Linked DNA regions of Rattus norvegicus: region 1 is linked to region 2. Evidence: chromatin contacts called from public Hi-C data. All regions are on one chromosome and are shown on one strand. The core of a region is the stretch at or near the end of the contact, and the rest is flanking DNA. Distances in the headings are between cores, read along the strand shown. Region 1 overlaps Dock4 (dedicator of cytokinesis 4). Region 2 holds the start of Dock4 (dedicator of cytokinesis 4).

Evidence for each region. A called contact is a pair of places that touch in the nucleus more often than the background predicts.
Region 1: a contact with region 2 is called in a Hi-C map of liver, with 3 times the contacts expected there. The contact joins the enhancer-like site here to the promoter of Dock4 in region 2. A contact is called at or near these places in 3 of 12 Hi-C or Micro-C datasets (the Rat2 cell line and liver).

What each region holds. Positions count from the first base shown.
Region 1 is chr6:63,347,306-63,353,002 of GRCr8, forward strand. All of the region lies in intron 1 of Dock4 (dedicator of cytokinesis 4), which reads left to right. Among named protein-coding and RNA genes, the nearest start is that of Dock4, 110 kb to the left of the region's middle. Within about 2 kb of position 3,521, at least 19 of the 93 cell types and tissues checked have an H3K27ac peak or open chromatin away from gene starts, as enhancers often do. A contact at or near this core is called in liver, where this site is marked.
Region 2 is chr6:63,238,118-63,243,041 of GRCr8, forward strand. It overlaps Dock4 (dedicator of cytokinesis 4), which reads left to right and starts at 2,019. Exons shown (of 53, transcript NM_001427091.1): 1 at 2,019-2,325. The coding sequence starts at 2,289. Zfp277 (zinc finger protein 277) reads right to left here and starts at 1,714. Exons shown (of 12, transcript NM_001399663.1): 1 at 1,596-1,714. The coding sequence starts at 1,689.

The DNA.
Region 1 (5,697 bases), core at 2,271-4,770, 110 kb after region 2:
GCTACATAGGATATGAGTACAGTCCTATGGTGTGGCACGGACTTTTAATGCCTGTGACCTCACTCTGTGCAGTCACAAGGAAACGAGGATTTTTCTTTCATTTCCTTTATGCAGGACTTGGCATCTCCTGAAAGAACTGCCTTCTCTGTGGGGAGTTGTAAACATTTTCTCAGCCCACAGCCCCACGTGACAGTTTCTTCTTATCAGTCAGCAGTGTGAAACCTTCGAAGAAAGCTGGTGCTAACTCCTGGTCTGGTGCAATTGTCCTGTAAGGCTAAGCCAACTTTAGTTAAGGAGAGTGCTTGCCTCTTTGTTTTGAGATAGAGCTCATAAGAGCCATGCACCATACGCTTTAAGCGGTGGTTTGGGGGTGCTTTTCTTCTAAATGACTCTAACGTTCATTCGAAACTTGCATCCTTCAAGTGTCACATGTTGATGTTTTACTAGCTTCTGATAGGAATTTTGCTAAAATTGTAACGCTTTTAGTCAGAGGCAGTATCAATCAATACCTCTTCTCCTTTTTCTTCATGTTTATTAGTTAGCTATTGCTATGTAACAAGCGAACCCATAATGAAGTAGCTGAAAGTACTTCGACTTCAGCATCACTCCGCCACTGCAGATTCCCTGGGGTTTGCTAAGCTGCATTTAGCTGTGCGACAGTTGCACACTAATCTGGTTTTGTGCCCTCATACTGGATTGGGTTTCAGTTCCCTTGTCGGATATTTACTCTGTAACCCAATAGGGAAGGACAGCAGACTAGGGAAGCTTTTGTACTGGTATTGACAGAGGTACAAGCACATTCTAAATCTCAATTTGGGTCCTGTCTAATTCTATTCTTTTGGTCAGAGTAAGTTAGTACTAAGCCTTACATCAGTGGGGCAGGGAAGGATGTTTCCATGAAGGTGGGTCAGGAGAAAATATTTACCAAACAATACTCTAGTTATCAGAGTCAATAATGTGGTCACCTAACAAGGTTTCTGTGTTATTCTAATTTCCCCCACAACCACTCCTTCTTTCTTCTTGCTTGATTCCTAAGTGGGTGGGGTGAAGATTCCTATTCAGATGAGGAGATATAAGATCCATGTATGACTTTGGGTTTTCTCCGGTAGAGTGAAGCTCTTCTCTTGTCTATTTTAGATTCTTGCTAGCCTTTTTCTGTATTTTTCTCTATTTCAGAAAAATATAGAAAAGTTATATTGCCAGGGACTTGACTCTGGGATGTAAGGAATTAATGTGTAAAGGCAAAACTCTAGCGGTTTATTCATTCTGTCACAATTACCAACTTATGTAATTTACTATAAATTCTAGATTTCAGATTCTTAACTTTCCATTCAGAAGCAACTCATAGAATTGTCAGCAGGAAATTGTCCCTTCTCCGGGTGCTTGCAAATAAAACAAACAGAATGATAGATGTGAAAGCCCGAAGGATGGTGCTGCCTTCACATATAAAAGGAAATAGTTTTCAGCTATAGGAATGCCATGTAAATAGAAATGCTATAATTCCTAATATATTATCACTCCACTTAAGTGGCATTGAAATTTACCTCAGTGTAGATGATGGAGGAAGGGCCTGTTAATAAGATTAGTGTTATGAACCCACTGAAAAAAGTACATTATAAAGTGAGAACATTTATTTTGGAGATGACTAACGGTAAGTATAATTTCGTGTATGCTTAATCTGTCTTAACACAGGCCTGGTATTCTTTAACTTGACCATCTCTACAATAAATCAAAAACAATAAAGTGCTTTTTTATTTTAATATGTTCCACAATCAGTAATATTAATTCAACATGTATTTCTAACTAAATTACATAGACCAGGTTTTACCATGTTTAGAAAAATGTCATATTTTTTCGGCTGAACTAAAAGAATACCGAATTCATGTAGTTGCTTTGGATATGATGTGTCTTGTCAAGTGCTGTGGTAGTTAGTGTTTTTCTCTCCCTTTTCCTTTTTCAGTTAGCAATCTATAAGACAAGATGCAATGTAATGTAATGTAATGTGAGAGGAGAAAGTGAGGTCATCGCTGCCCATAAGTGCCTCCTCATCTCCATTAGTCAAGGTTTTAATTTAATAATGCCTTCCCTGCATTACATGCAGGAAGGAAAAATAATTTTGAGATAGGCAACAATTATGTTGCTTGATTTGATGGGAAATCCCATTCTGTCTAGGGCTATCCAATCCTATTTTCTCCCCCAAGCCTTAGGGGATGAAAAGTCTAATTGAACCACAGAAACCCCACCACTCCTTCTTTCTTGCCCAGGCTCTCTGGATACTTACTCTATCTCTACCTACTGTGTCAGGCATTCAGACCCTCAAATGGATCATAGCAGTGGCTGGTATTTTACCCACTGGCACCACTATTATTTGTGTGTGTTCCCAGGTTTTTGTTAGGCGTTGAGACATCACTCAGCATGCTTCCATTAGCAGGAATGTCATTTATCACAGACATGGTGCATGTGAGTGATGTTTGTTAGTTTGCATTGTCCCATTGCTCTGTCATCCCCAACTCTTAAGTCTTGACATTGTGGACTATGATCTTTGAATAGATTTTTTTCATTATTGAGCCCCATATTTAATTGCCAAATTTCTTTTCAGTCCCCTAAAGAAAACAGCTCTGCAGTATTTATTAAATATTAGCTGTGTTTGGAATATTGTGTTGGGGACTGGAACTGTTAATAATAGTTTATTCTTGCTGACATCCATAAAACATCTGAAGTAGATCAGGCACGAGGCTCACAACTTTAATCCCAGCACTTAGGAGGCAGAGGCAGGCAGGTCTCTCAATTTGAAGCCTAGAATGTAGAGCATTCCAGGCCAACCTGCAGTATACAGTAGCAAGACCCCGAATTGAGGGGGAAAAAAAGAAAGAAGGAAGGAGAGAGAGAGAGAAGACAGGACAAATGAAAGAAAAATCCGAAGCTTCGGAGGATTCTATAGTGGTCAGAATATTTGCATGACTTGTTTTTCTGATTGTGCATTATGATTAACTCTGAGCAGATTTGTCTCCTGGAGACTGAGTTATTGTGATGCAGCTCGACTCCCTCCTGTGTAGTTCTTCAGCCTCCCTACTTCTTTCTGTTGTCCACAAGACTTGTCTTCCCCTGGTGCACTGTTCCTTCTTCCTGTGATGGCCTGTTGCCTGTGAGCTTCTTGATGGACACACTAAGGATGAACATCTGCTGTCATCCACGTCTTAAGGCTGCTTTCTTTATGATGTTGAACAACTGGAGCTGATACTTACATTTGCTCTGATACTTACACCCTACCGATTTTTAACGACATGAATATATCTTTGTACCAGCGAAGTACTTTGCCTTCATCACTCAAGTGCCAGCTCATTGTATTCTAGTGATGGTGACTGTGATTGTAGAGGCTGAGAAAAATGACACGATCTGATTCCTTGCCAGATTAGTATATAGCAGTTGTGCAACGATTCTCCGGAACAGAGGAGCTGTGTCATCCGTTTCTACCAGACACTGAACACAAAAGCCTGCCATAAGGTCTGTGCCCGTGGCCAAATGGGAAATGCTGTTCCTGCGCGTTGCCACAAGTACATAACTGCATGTGATCTCTTGAGCAACTTCATCAGGCACAGGAAATTGAGACATGACTAAATTATGTGTCAGAGAAGAAGAATTTCTGAAATGTTGTCTAAACGAAAATTGGCATAGCTATGACATTTCCCTATCAATACAAGAAAACAATCTAAACGAAATACAAGCTCAACAATTTATTTATAGAAAAACATTTTTCATGATGTTGAGTTTGGCTCTGTAAGGTAGAATTGCTAGATTTAGCAAAGGAAAGTCTGATACTAGTTACAAATTAATTTCAGGCCAGAAACAGTTTCTTAGTCTAAGTCCCATGTAATATTGGAAACATACTTACTGGTGGTTTCACTTGACCTCTATATTTAGTTGGATATCATGTGTTTCTGTTGATTTTACTTACTTTACAGGAAGTATATTGATTTGTGTTTCCCTAATGTTAAGTTAGAGTACTGATCCTTTTTTTTTTTTTAAACAAATAGTGTTTTTAAAATTAGTCCAAACATCTGCTTTCCTCATAGACACTTATTTAAATCAAGAATGATATGAATTTAAGGATTGGTCTAACAGGAGACCCTTCAAGTTGGTTAAATTAAAAGTGAAGACAAGGAATCTTGGAAATAAGAAAGAAGGATTTATAGTTTCTGTTGACCTGAATGCTCTTTCTCTCTGTTCTGTTCTTGGATACTGTTTCTTTTTAGTTTTCTTTCCCACAGTAGCCATAAGAGATATGATAGGTGCATATATCATTTCCATTTTGCAGATCAATCTGGCTTTAGATTCTGATTGTCCTTCGTTAGCCTCCTGACTGGCTGCTTTATACCTTCACATTCTACCTTGCTAAGCTCAGTGCACAATTTATAATGGCCATTGTACTGGATGTTTAGTTCATGTAGGTTTTGTTTTGTTTTGCTTTCTGTGTGAATAACATACTTTACACAGATAATTTATAAGTTTTTATTTTATTATATTTGGAGACAATATCTGTAGCCTAGGCTGGGCTGAAACCCCTGGCAATAATTGTGCTTCTGACTCCCCAGTTTGTTTAGCTCTGTACACCATTTTTTTTCATAGGATTATTTGGTTTTCTGGAGTCTAACTTCTTGAGTTCTTTATATAGATTGGATATTAGCCTTCTATCAGATGTAGCATTGGTAAAGATCTTTTCCCAATCTGTTAGTTGGCTGTTTTGTTCTAATGACAGAGTCCTTTGCCTTACAGAAGCTTTGCAATTTTATGAAATCCCATTTGCCGATTCTTGATCGACATTGGTGTTCTGTTTAGGAAATTTTTCCCAGTGCCCATGTGTTCGAGGCTTTTCTCCACTTTCTCTTCTATTAGTTTCAATGTATCTGGTTTTAAGTAGAGGTCCTCGATCCACTTGGACTTGAGCTTTGTACAGGATGATAAGAATGGATCAATTTGCATTCTTCTCCATGCTGACTGCCAGTTGAAACAGCACCATTTGTTGAAAATCCCCTTTTTCCACTGGATGGTTTTAGCTCCTTTGTCAAAGATCAAGTGACCATAGGTGTGGGTTCATTTCTGGGTCTTCAATTCTATTCCATTAATCTACCTGCCTGTCTCTGTACCAATACCATACAGTTTTTATCAATATTGTTCTGTAATACTGCTTGAGGTCAGGGATGGTGATTCTCCCAGAAGTTCTTTTATTGTTGAGAATAGTTTTGGCTATCCTGAGTTTTTTTGTTATTCCAAATGAATTTCCAAATTGCTCTTTCTAACTCTTATGAAGATTTGAGTGGGAATTTGATGGGGATTACATTGAATCTGTAGATTGCTTTCGGCAAGGTGGCCATTTTTACTATATTAATCCTGCCAATCCATGAGCATGGGAGACCTTTCAGCCTTCTGAGGTCTTCTTCAATTTCTTTCTTTAGGGACTTGAAGTTCATGTCACTTCCACTAGCAATTTCCAGATGCCAGGAAAGCAAGAGGCTTCCAGGACCCAACAGGGATGAGATTAGCTGAAAAGTTCAACAAAGGGGAGTGAGAACCTGTAGAGACCACATCTAGAGGTTAGGCAGTGCGCCCGGTTGGGAGATGGGGCCACCCACCCATCTCAAAATTTTATCCCAGAATTGCTCCTGTCTAAAGGAAATATAGGGACAAAGAGCGGAGCAG
Region 2 (4,924 bases), core at 769-3,268:
AGCTTAATACTGGACAAAGTAATACTTTACTGGATCAATCTATCCATCTATATACATATGTATCACACACACACACACACACACATATAAACAAATCCACTCTCTGTAATGCTATTGAAAATCAGAGTGACTTTATACATTTATTAAGAGGGGACTGGCTAGAGTATGGAATATCTGTTCTATGGAACCTGAGTGTAGTCACTAAATGTTACAAAAAATGTTGATAAAGAAATATCTTTGATACACAAGAGGGAGAAGAAAGTTGTAGATCTTTGAGTTTACAAAAATTATCCCTTTAATTATCCGTCATTTAAAAATGAGTTATACAATGTATATTATAAAGAAATATGTCAAAATTTGCATCACTTTTGTCTTTATAAGTGGAACTGTGTAGTGGAGAGACTTAATATTTTTTTAAATCTGAATACCTCTGAATGAACTGCTTGAAATATAATGAATTGTAATTGTAAGGTAATTCATTATGCTTTGGAGGTATTTATAAGTTCTCAAATAAATTAACCCATGAGAAAAATTATCGAAGCTTCCAACTTTATATCTTAAAATGGTAGCTCTGTGGAATTTTGGTAATCTGGAAAAGCTTAACAGTCTGTTATAGAAGTATGGGATATATGGCAAACCCACTGATAGGTTGCTTAGATGATAGGAATTTCACCTAGGGGAAGTGGGAAGAAATTGCACTTCATTTCTCTGCTACTGAGATAAAAACTTCATACTAAAAGCTGTGAAAGGAAAAAACATCAACAAGGACTGAGACACAAATTAACCCCCAAATCCTATCCATTTACATAAGAGAACTTGCTGTGCTAAATTATATACTTAAAATGGGTGGGGAGTGGAGCTCGACTAAAAGAAAGGTAGTCTACGAAAGTTTGATTTTTGATCTCTATAGTGGAATTGAAGAAAACACCAAAATCAGGTAGATACAAAGTAGTTGTGATGAGTTTCAAAACCCTCTTTTAAATATTCTGTGAAGGCGGGAGTGCATTTAATTCTCTTTTTCCTCTTTCTCTTACGACTTAGGACGTAAGATTTCCCAGGCTCCAGGGTCAAATGATTCCTGAGATACACACATCCTTTCCCTTTGGAGAGGACTCCAAAGAGCAACCCGCAAGTACTGGAGAACAGTGACGTGACTAGTCTCCAACTTGGAAACCCGCCCCAAACTACATAAAACACCTTCCCAAAAACAAATTCAGCAAACTGAGGATACTAGTCAGGAAATAGCGCCTAATCACAGCATTACAATCACACACGTGCGACCCAGACCTGACCCACACCCACTCGTGGGCAAGTGCAAAGCACATAATTCCAAACCGGAACAAAGCAAAAGGAGCTTTCTCAGAGGCCGGGAAGGCAGTTCTTCACATTTTCTCGTCCCACCCAAAACAGCTTCAGCTTGGCAACCGCCCTCTGCCCCACCCAATCTCTGTGGGTTCCGCCCGCGGCTTTTTGCCTGGCATTGCCAAGGTGGTCTCCTAGCTGACCAGCTTCTAAGGTCTGAGCGGCTGCCAGCTGCACCCCGGGCACAGAAAAAGAAAGACAGATCACACGCACCCAAGGGACAGCGCACTCACCTTCATGATCGATGTGCCCGATTCCGCCGCGGACCCCGCGGACCCGGTCTTCCCGGGGGTCCACACCAAGCCCCTGGGCCTCTGGAGCAGCCATTACCTGAACCAGTTGAAAGGGGCGGGCCGCAGGCGGGGCGAAGCGGGGAGATAACCAATAAAAACGCGCCTGGGGTCGCATGCCGACCCACTGAGAGAGTTTCTACACGCCTGGGCTGTGCCGTCACATTTTGGACCAATCGAATGTGATGAGCCTAACTAGTTGCCCCGCCCCCAACCGCTGTAGCCACGCCCCCTTCCGGGCCCGGGAGAGTAAGAACTACAACTCCCGGCATGCCGCGAGGCAGTGGGGAGGCAGCGCTGGATGGGCGCTGACGGGCGGGGGTGCGCCCGCGAGTGCCCCGGCGTGTTCGCTTAGTTCAGTGAATCAGAACAATGACTGCGCCGCCGGGTCCCCGAGAGCGCGTCGCAGGGCTGTGAGCAGCCGCGGCCGGCAGAGCAGCGGGCGGCTCCGTCTCGTCCGTGTAGTGTCAGTGTCCGCTCGGGAGCCCCGGGAGAAGCCCCTGCCCAGCGCCGCAGCCCGCGCGATCTGCTGTGCTCCAGCGCCGCAGCTGCTCTTCGGGAGCCGTGCATTGTTGTGAGCCACTGGAGGGGCGCGGGGATTGCATAGCCCGGAGCCCCTCAGCGCCCTTTATAGCCATGTGGATACCTACGGAGCACGAGAAATACGGCGTGGGTGAGTGCTCGCGGGCGAACTTTTACCACGCTCCGGTCCTTGCCCCCACGCAGCTCGCTCCGCGCCAGGCTGCAAATGCCAGGTCTTGGCATTGCACAGCGGGTCCCAGGCTTGGCCACACCGGCCTCCGGCTGAGGGGCGCGCGCTAGGGTTTCGCTCCTCACTGCGCACTCGGCGCTTCTCGAACCCGATCCCGGAACGTCGGGACAGCCACTCCGGGCTCTGCTGGCAGAGTTTGGAGTGGCCGCGGGGTGTGTTGCGTGTCAAGTTAGAAGGGGAAGCCAACAGGATTTCTCTCCCTTCTACCCCTGCTGGCCCACGGAGGCAGAGAGCTGGCAGTGGGCTGCTAGGATTTCCCGGGGTGATGAGGGAGACTAGGAACCCGCAGCTAGAATACTCCCAAACAGTAGGGAGGCGCGAAGTCCCTGCGGTTGGGGTCGGCTTTCCCAGAGTGCAGAATGTGGCACCCCTAGCCCCTGTGACAGAGGGAGTCGGGACGCAGCCTCCTTTCTCCCTCGCCTCCCGGGTGTTTGGGGTGTGTGTTGTGAGCAGGGGGGGGTGGTAAATTTCAACATCTGTGCTGCTGCGCTCTTTGGTCCTTGGAGGGGAACCTAGATTTGGGCAGCGTTTTTACTTCTGGCCACCTTCTCTACCAGGGGATGAGCGCAGTGGGGGTCATAGAGGCCGGCTGGAAAGTGACAAGGGAGGGGAGAGTCAGAAAGCCTGGTTCTTAAATTCTGGGAGGCAGCTTTAGGAGAGGACTACCCTGGCACTGATTTGGGAGAGAAAAAAAAGAACAGGATAGCATTCACTGTTCTGTGCAAAGGTGAACAACAAAGGACATTAATGTTGACTGATGAATACAGGAGGCTCCCTTCCCTTCCCTTCCCTTCCCTCCTCCCTTTTCGGTAGGATTACAGTTCCCGTTTTTGTTGTTTGATTTCAGCTGGGTTCCCTCCATCCCCCCCAGTCCCCCCCCCCCCTTTGACAGTCACTCCTTTTAGGGTTGAGACTATTAAGAAGCCAGGCTCACTGACAAGCCCGAATTGGCCAAATGCAATTATAACCTCCCAGAAGGTCTAACAGAAAGAAAGCATTATAGATTTTACTGACAATCTTCATTTCCTATAATGCCCCGTCCTGCCGATTGGCATTCTTGTTTTTATTGTGGACGGACCTAGTAATTTGTATGATACAGAGACGTATTTATGTTCTGACTTCATTCTCCTGTAATTTAAAAAATCTGGAAAACCTTTCAAAGGAATCCTAATCACTGGAGATTTTACCTCCCCTACTTTGCCTAGGGATTGGACTTTATCTACTGAAGGGACTCTGATTAAACAAAGTCATATTTTACATGAGCTTCCTTCCTGGACTGTGACTGGTTAGTAAGACAATAGTTTGTCGTGTGCCCACCTTTGAGAAGGGTTTCCAGCTTCTAAGTCTAAGGGGAGCCCTTGCCAAAGGGCTCGCTCTCCCAGAGTGCTGTAGATAGAGCTTGTTTTCCTCTCCGTTCTCTCCTCCTTTTTGGGGATCAGATAACCCCTGCGAGGGAAAAGGCATTTCCTTGTCTGAGGGATGAGGAACCAGAGGGCATTGCCTCCTAGGCAGTCTTGCCACCTGGTGCAGGAACCTCAGATCCACCCAGGCAACACTGTCCGTCCCGCTTAGAGTCAATCCCAGGGGTTGTTTTCTTGCAAGTGTTAAATGATACAGATTATGGATGACATTTATTTTCTAGATTTCCTTATGTGCCAGGTCACAGCTGGGTGCTGATATCGATTAGTTTTTCTCTCTCGCCTTTCTTTACAAGCTGTGGGCAGAGGCTTAAAAACCACTCTGGGATTTCCTGGAATGGCAACCGGATATGATCAGTCAAGTGTTTTGAGCTTGCTGCAGACACCAAGGCTTGGGATGCAGAGTGGGGTAGGGAGGTGAGAGGGTGTGCCTGTTTGGGAAAGGGAGGTAGGAGGTGAGATGAGAGGTGAGAGCACAAAGTGAGCTTCTGCCCCAAATTGTTGCCGAGGTTCTCATTTATGCAGTATCACATACTCAAGAATGTTAATCACTGTTTATTACTAAGTTTTGAGCATTTGGCTTGCGGAATGCTTGGTTGTTTTTGAGAACCCATCTGTTAGGCGGGTGTGTGGTGAAAATTTTGCTAGGATACTTACGCATGGACTTTCATTTCTCACCATGGTGAGCAGTATCCGGAGCTGCTTAGACTGCAAAGTGTTTAAAAAAAATTTCAGATCTGAGTTATTGTTTCCTATTATTTCAGAGAATATAAGTTATGTTTGGCTCATATAGCAGGTATAGAAGTCAATCTCCGTGTTCTTTGCAGTAAGTATATACCTTACAATACCCAAAGTTTCAGTTTATAGTGTGTATTTTCGTAATGATGCCTCTTACGTATGGACTTTCATAGAAATGACTGTATAACTTAGGATTATATATAAAGTAAAATCGTGGGTAAAATTATTTAAATTTTGTACTGGTAAGGTATGTCAGTATATATTCAAGTCCGGCACATGGAAATTATTTTTAGTAATGAATTGATGAGTGAACATAAAACAGTCTACACTTTGTCTGTGATTCT